Regions from separate parts of the Drosophila melanogaster genome. Here region 1 is linked to region 2. The links are chromatin contacts, called in public Hi-C maps. All regions are on one chromosome and are shown on one strand. Each heading gives the region's core, a stretch centred on a gene start, on an enhancer-like site or on the middle of the called end of the contact. The rest is flanking DNA. Distances are from core to core; before and after follow the strand shown. Region 1 overlaps cno (canoe). Region 2 holds the start of Cdep (Chondrocyte-derived ezrin-like domain containing protein).

Region 1 (4,114 bases), core at 709-3,208, 280 kb after region 2:
AAAATTTAACTAATTAAAACAAATTATCCGCAATTAGCCAATAAAGGGGTACATTAAATGTCTCCCCAGAACAGCACAACATTTTACATAGTTTACAAAAAAAAAACAATATGCGCAAATGAAACCATTCTATAAACTAGAAATATCACGCTAAACGGAGTAGGAGCTGATTATAGATATTTCCTCAGACACTTTAAGAATTTTCCTAGAATGAATATATTGTGTGCCTTTAAGAGAAGACTCTTAACAGGATTATTTCCCCATCGGACTACGTATATAATTTCAATGTGACCGTGCTTAGAGCCGGTCCTTAAACTTACATGCAGAATGGTCGGCTGACTAATGTGGTGGCCATTGACAAAGGTCAGGGCATCGGTGTGCAGCGGGGTCACGGTGCAAACCCCCTCCAGCAGCGAAATGAGGCAGTGCCTCGGCTGGATCGAGGGTCCGAATAGCTGCAGGCAGTTAGTGTTGGCCGACCCCACCTCCACCGGGTCGCTGCCCAACTTAATCCGCCGGCCGCCGTCGCCGCTGTGCGTCACCTCCACCAGGACGGGTCCCTCCCGATCTCCGGATATGTGGTTCGCCCCGTTGGCCGCGCCCAGTGGTTTTTTCTTTCTCCTCCGGGGCTGTGAGTCCGCCGGACGTCTCCGCACATGGAACATGATGGAGCCTGAAAATATAAAATATTAAAAGTTAATACTACACTGAATATAGGCTAGTGATGAATTTAAGTATGATGTAAATTTACTCGTTAAATTCATTGTTCAAAATAGTATTCAAATACAACAACAAAAAAATATATATAAAACAAATAGTATGCAACCGCAGCTTTTTAGCCGCCTTTTTTTTTTGTGTCTCGCTGGGAAATGCAGTTTACGCTGAATGAGTCAAAATTGTGAATCTCTGCCGCGAAAAGGAATGATGACTGCCATGACAGTCGAGGCAGTAATCAATGATGTCCGCTTGAGAATAATAACATTAACAAAATATAGTTCTATAGTTTTAACTTTTCTTGCTCCATTTTTTGTAATTCAAAATATTTGAATTATAAATCTTAAAAATCTGATCCATATCGATGTACGATATGGTATGAAACGCTTGTAGTTAATCCGTATCCAATATCGTGCCCACTAGTGTTCGAACCTCGAAATAAACGCTCTGTGCAATCGCATCCCATCAGTTCGCGTCGGAAGTAACAAAGGCGAATAGAAATTCCAAAAACGAAATCCACTTCGGGCTGCATCATCAATTTCATCTCGATATTAGATGTTCATTTTGCCAACCAGCGAAAAACAATCTACTTTACTTCACATACAGGGGGAATCAACCGGGGGATATATGTATATGCAATATATCCATATTTATAGCATTCCTGAACCCAGACTGAACTGACCGACCGACTGACTGACTGGCTGGCTGACTAGCTGCCTGAATATCCGAACGATGGCAGACGGCAGACAGCTGAGTGGAAAAACTTCGCTGCCTGGTTCTTTGATATAAAAATGTATATGTATATACATTCCGTAACTTTTCATAGACGACAACTGCAAAAGCAAACCAACAGTGTGCACACACACTATATATTTTCAGTCTGAAACGTATTACCATGAAGTAATTTAATATTTGACTTAGCTACATATGGTCCTGAAAGCATTCCAGTTAGAGGCTGTAGAGAATGTCTTCTATAATGACACACATTATTTTGCTTGATTTCAATATATATATATATATATATATATATATATATATATATATATATATATATATATACTCTGGGAAGTACAAGCCATACCCTCATCTCAGATGTTTCTGCTGCTGCTGTTTATTGTATAGAATGCTTAACGAAGCGTGCAAAAAGCGATGGCAACTACGGCAGAACACCTCCCCCTGCTGCGACAAAACCCATTTTTGGGCCATGGTTTTGGGGCAAATTGCAGCAGATGAAGGCGAGATGCAAGACCAGACTTGGCATATGCCAAAGGCATTTTGGCAATGCAGGCTAAATAAGGCATGGCAGGGCGTGGTATGTGCAACATATTGGATGGCGGGGAGGAAACCCCAGGGGAAATCTAGCCACGCATTCAACTTGAAAAGGGGGGAGCTGAGGAACAACAATTTGTAAAAGAACAACGTAGAGCCAAAATGAATTGTATTTCTGCTTCAAAATATCTTTTCTGCGAGACCAAGGAAACCACAGCTGTATTTTTGTGTACACAAGTATTATTAATATTTGGCTCACACACATGGATTTAAAGTCAAAACATCGTTCGGATGGCGTTGTGCAAAACTTTTCCGAAAACTTCTGGTCGCTCTCAGAATAATCAACTCCAAAATGTGTGCTGCCACCAAACAGAAAGCAAACAATAAGGCAGCCGAGAAGCAGCTTAGGAAAGAAGCCAAAACATGAGCACGCTTCATATACTCGATGTGGAGGAGACCTTGAGTGGAATGACTGAATAATCTCCTTGTTTGAATTGAAGCTTGTTTGGAGTTGAGCCGATGGGTTTGTTGAAAGCCGGTCAGACGAGAAAGTTGATCGGAGATTAAGAAGGGGATTATTTCAAGAACATGGGACAAAACACATATTCTTAGACCCCTATAGTGACTATATTAATTATGTTTTCATTTGAAACGATTTAAGTGGCCGGTTCCTATTCCAGCCCATACTATCTCTCCCAACTGCAGATGACAGTTCCCAATAACCGTGTTCACCAGACCAGGTAATTTATAACCGAACCATGCACGTCGTACAATTGTAAATCAATCAGTAAATGGACAAGCTCAACACTGGAAGACAGCTCAATAGCGCGACTGGCAATTGAGGTATGCATATAGAATCGGAACTTGGTTCACCGTCACACAATTTAAAAGGTCCTGACCTATTCTTGTGTACATTCTCATACAATTAACTGCCGTTCCAAACAATATAATTATTATCGTAGAAATGGTAAAAACGTCTAAGGAGTTAACCAAATATATCGATTTCGAAAGGAGTACAGTTTTTTCTTTTAAGAGCACTTGTGACTTTATTTCTAGCCAGAGAAAGAAAGCCAACAACGTTTCGTCCTTGGCAGTTGACATTTGGAAAGCAGAAACGAGGGGCACATTGATAAAGTGCAGTGCCAAACGGATGCCAGAAAAATCGTTTTAATTGTTCCGACTTGGTCAACAGCTTGGCCGGCCCAAAGGTAGCACCACCCCCCACCTATTCACCCATCCATTCGCCCACTCACCACCGGCTCCATTGTTGACACAAGAAAACGGGCAAATTGCAAAAGCCATCAAAAACAGGTGGTGAGGGAGCTGGCAGGGCGCCTGGTTGTGGGGCAGTTGGTGGGTGGATGGCTATGGGTGGGTGTGAGGAAGGCTCGGGCGTAGACGAACGAGCCATGAAATTGATTCGGCCAACAACGTGCCAGGATCATGTGTGTAGCCTCCGACTGTCCTTGTGTGCGGCTGTATGCACGTGCATAAGTGCGAATAAATTGGCAACAGAGCACAAAGGACGGAAGGCGGGGTGCATTTTACAGAGTGAAAAACAATGCAGGGAAATTGCATAACGAGTTGAGTGACTGGGGCAGAATCCGCACCAGGATAGGTATCCACAAAACTGTGGACTCGCTGGGTGTGCCGGGAAATGTGGAATCTGGCCCAGCCACCAAGCGCTGGGCGCATTAATTTTTATTAGCGCAGCTTGTGCTCTAATGGCCAAAGCGATTAGAAAGAGGAAAGTGGGTTGCTGAAGTGTCCCATTCGGTTTGGTTAGATGGGCATTTGGCAGGCATAAATCAGAGAAGGGGTCTTGCTCACTCTTAAACGTGCTGGTTCTTTCAGATATATTAACCACCTCATCTCTTAATAATTAAAACGCGACCTTTTCCGTGCCAGTCTATTCTTTTCTAAAAGCCTTGATTTCATTTACAGAGTATTCGATGTTCAGTGCGTCCTTTCATTATGCTGTTTTTAATTAGTCGAAGAAACGGCAGGAAATGAAACTTTCTCCTCAAACTTCGCAGCAGAGCATGCCAGAAAGCGAACAGAACGGAGCAGAGCAGTCAAGCATTTAATTAAAAGTGTAGTATGTAAAAAAGATACTTTAGAAAAACAAACT
Region 2 (3,867 bases), core at 524-3,023:
TAAGGAAAAAGTAAAGATATCACCGGCCAAAGTGGAAGAAATCATAGCGGCTACCAACAACGATATTCGGCAATCCATTAACCACATTGCCCTGCTGAGCGCCAAGGAAGACGCTTCCCAAAAGTCAGGGCAGCAGGTTGCCACCAAGGATCTGAAGCTGGGACCCTGGGAGGTGGTGCGAAAAGTCTTCACCGCGGACGAGCACAAACACATGTCTTTTGCCGACAAGAGCGACCTTTTCTTTCACGACTACAGCCTGGCCCCGCTCTTTGTGCAGCAAAACTATCTGCAGGTCCTACCACAGGGAAACAAGTAAGTCTAGTTTACCTAAGCCAAGGGCGTACCCATTCACCAACTTCACTCTTTGCAGAAAGGATGTCCTGGCAAAGGTGGCAGCTACGGCAGATGCCCTAAGCTTGGGTGACCTTGTTGAAAAGCGTATTCGTGCGAATTCTGCTTGGAGTCTTCTACCCACTCAGGCCTTTTTCAGCTCGGTCCTTCCTGGCGAGCACATGTGTGGCCACTTCACTGGACAGATTAACTTTCCCGGGTGGCTGGGCAAGAATTCCAAGTCTGGAAAACGTGCCAGGCTGGCCCAGGAGCTGCATGATCATACTAGGGTCTGCACCTCGGGCTCAAGGCTATCAGTGAGGCTGGATTACGCCCCCTTCCTTCTGGATAATATTGTGCGACCTCTTGCAAAGGATGGGCAGGAGGGTGTGCCCGCTGCTTTAGACGTTATGAAGGATTACCATCTACTCCGTGAGGATCTGGACTCGCTGGTCGAGCTTACATCCTGGCCCGGCAAGAAATCCCCACTGGACGCAGTGGATGGGAGAGTAAAAGCCGCTTTAACGCGATCCTACAACAAGGAGGTTATGGCATACTCCTATTCCGCTCAAGCAGGCATCAAAAAGAAGAAATCAGAGGCTGCTGGAGCGGATGACGATTACTTGGACGAGGGTCCGGGCGAAGAGGACGGAGCTGGTGGCCACTTATCATCAGAGGAAGACGAGGACAAGGACAACCTAGAGCTGGATAGTTTGATCAAAGCCAAAAAGAGGACAACTACGTCAAAAGCGTCTGGTGGATCCAAAAAGGCTACATCTTCCACGGCTTCAAAGTCTAAGGCCAAGGCCAAAAAGTGAATGCACTAACGATTTCCTATATTATATGATGATTTTTTTGCCATCAAATTTCCCATTTGTAAGTAGTTTTTGTTTAAAATCTCATGAATGGCCGGCACTGGCCGACACTGTTTATACTGCTGAAAATATATATTTACCAATAAAATATGTGCTTGAATTGCAAAACATTTTATTATAACACTGAGTGGCGTAGGTGTAAACTAAAAAGGGAAAAATTGGTAATAAAATAATTGTCTGTATGAATAATACTACGAAAGAATTGAGATGATGATTTTTTAATTGATCAATTGTTTGCTTTAACTGTATAAGGATCAAGAGCGCGAATATGTCAAGCTCAAATTTATTTAAAAAAAATTGTTGGTAACGCGATCAGTGATGGTCACTCCATGCTCTATAATTTAAACTAATTTGTACTATCGTACATTTACATTTGTGAAAAATACGTTTACAATTTAAAAATTAATTTAAGTCTTTAATTTATACTTAATTAATTATTATAAATATATTATAACATAATAACGTTTTTGGCCTGAAACAAATCGATGATGTTGCGAAGCACAATCGATAATGCAGCAATCGATGTTTCGGCAGCCCTGCTATCTCGTGGTAGCGCCAAAGAGTATCGTATCTGAGTTTTTTCCCCGATGTCAACGCGAACGGATGCACGTACTGGGCAGCGGAAAATGCAGTGAAAATTGCCAGAAAAGTCAGGGGACAGCATGTGCGGGCAAATTCAAGCGAAGCATTCGATTAACTGCCAGAGTGCGCGATCCACTTGATTTTCCGGGAATACCTGCCACGTTCGACGGGTTTCGCGTTCTATATTTTTCGCACTGAAAATTCTCGGCTTACGCGCGCCTGTGTGTGTGGGAGTGTGTATCTGTGTATCCGTGTAAAGGGCGCAGCTCGGCGAAAAACAACACCCATAAATGAGCGAAGCCAGCCTGGCGTCGCGCTTTTAATCAAATTAAAATTAATTGTAGTTCAAAGCGTCGAACTCGTCCGCTTTTTTTTGTTTTTTGCGCAACTCTCTGAAAATTCAATAAGCACGTAAATTCCAGCACACACACAACGACTTCAACCGCGCACACACACAGATACAACGCTGCCGAGCTGGGCGAGCGAACGCGAGAGCGAGAGCGAGCGCGCGATAGAGCAGGCAAGTGCAGACTCCGATTCCCTCCCACACCCCCTGCCCAAGCACCCACCCCATTGCTGTTGTTGTTGGGCCAGGCCAGGCCAGTCACAAGGACACTCTCAGCCTCCCAGCTCACGCATACATGCTCACGCCCGAGAGCCAGGGTTTTGCGCTCCTCTCCCCTTCCCATTCCCCTTGCGCTCGGTAAACAGGTGCCGCGCCTTGTACCGTTACTTTGCCTGCCTTCGGAGGGCTTCGTGCTGCGTGTTTTGGCTACACATGTTTACCTTTCAGCACTCGCCCAAACGTCATTGCAGTGAGTGTGAATCCATCCAGGGGTCAAGTGGGGGGAGTGTTGTGAATGAGGGATTCGAATAAACGAATTTTCCAGCTCATAGCTGTCGCCAATACTCCTTTCACGCAGCATGCAAATTGAGATTTACTCATAATGTATTTTTCGCCCACAAGCCATTTGTCATAAAAACGGTAAAGAATATGAATGTGATTTTAGGTTTATCACATTTCGATAGAACTTATGATGCCACTTGTAAGATAGGATATGCTATAACATCCAATTTGGATGTAAAGATAGCGTTTTTTTTTTTTATACGGGAAAAGAGGAAGAATGGCTCTGAAATGCTTATTTTGCTCCCAGTCGAAGTACACATTGTCCACCTATTAATATATTCAAGCTGAATACAATTTCCTTGCTTTTTCGCCTTTCGCCTTTCATCTTACCCGCATCCTGCCTCATTTTTATCGCCCTTTTCACATTTCTCTGCACACAGCGCTCCATATTCAGGTCATTGCATTTGTTCGACGTTCCACCCCATCGAAACACCACCCACTTCTCGCCCTTCCCCACGCCCCCTCTGACACATTATGCTGCGATCGTCCTGCGTGTGAATGTTTACTTTTCAATAGATTTCGCTTTCGTTCACTCGAAAGTCTGTCAGTGGACAAGTTCTTGTTATTTTCCGCCTCATCGGCGGACCCTGCATTTTTATCGGCTCATGAGGTCAGCGCATTTTTCTGTGCCATGGGACGTATCTCTATTTGCATAGTGACGAAACTCTTCAATAATAAACTCCGCAAAAAGACCGAAACTGATATCAGAGACCTTCCGATAAATGGTTTGCGATAAGGCAGAACAAGGAACACAGTTACAGCTGGGCACCCCTAACGGGTTCAGTATCTTTATCCAGACTGCAAAAACAATAGCCAGAAATGAAATAGATACACCATGGGTGTACATGGGTGAAAGACAGTTGTTCTTGCGTAAGACGACCTCTGTTCATATTTTGGTTGAATGCGAGGTCTGTCTGTAAAAATATAGTATAGTTCGACATACAGGAGGTTTCACTGTACACCACACATATGCAGCACTCTGTTTACACCGCTTCTTATCAGCAGAACGCGGTGTGTGTGGGAGAACCGCTTGGGGCGGGCTAGCGGCACAGATAAGCCAACGCCGACAACACACTTGACTGAAGAGAGCGGAACCGAAGCTGTCAAAATACCCGTTTGTTAGCAAGCTGGTCGTTGAGTTTTTGGCTAGTCAACAGCCCTTCTGACATCATC

What was found. A called contact is a pair of places that touch in the nucleus more often than the background predicts.
Region 1: a Hi-C map of the S2 cell line shows a contact between it and region 2, with 1.8 times the contacts expected there. The contact joins the enhancer-like site here to the promoter of Cdep in region 2. A contact is called at or near these places in 7 of 107 Hi-C or Micro-C datasets (the Kc167 cell line, the OSC cell line, the S2 cell line and 1 more).

The regions. Positions count from the first base shown.
Region 1 is chr3R:5,186,988-5,191,101 of dm6, forward strand. cno (canoe) reads right to left here. Exons shown (of 20, transcript NM_001316565.1): 7 at 321-673. Among named protein-coding and RNA genes, the nearest start is that of snRNA:U4atac, 6.1 kb to the right of the region's middle. Within about 2 kb of position 1,959, at least 17 of the 39 cell types and tissues checked have an H3K27ac peak or open chromatin away from gene starts, as enhancers often do. A contact at or near this core is called in the OSC cell line, the S2 cell line and eye imaginal disc, where this site is marked.
Region 2 is chr3R:4,908,779-4,912,645 of dm6, forward strand. It overlaps Cdep (Chondrocyte-derived ezrin-like domain containing protein), which reads left to right and starts at 1,774. Exons shown (of 13, transcript NM_169022.2): 1 at 1,774-2,307. It overlaps Gnf1 (Germ line transcription factor 1), which reads left to right. Exons shown (of 4, transcript NM_079505.3): 3 at 1-312; 4 at 371-1,303. The coding sequence ends at 1,148.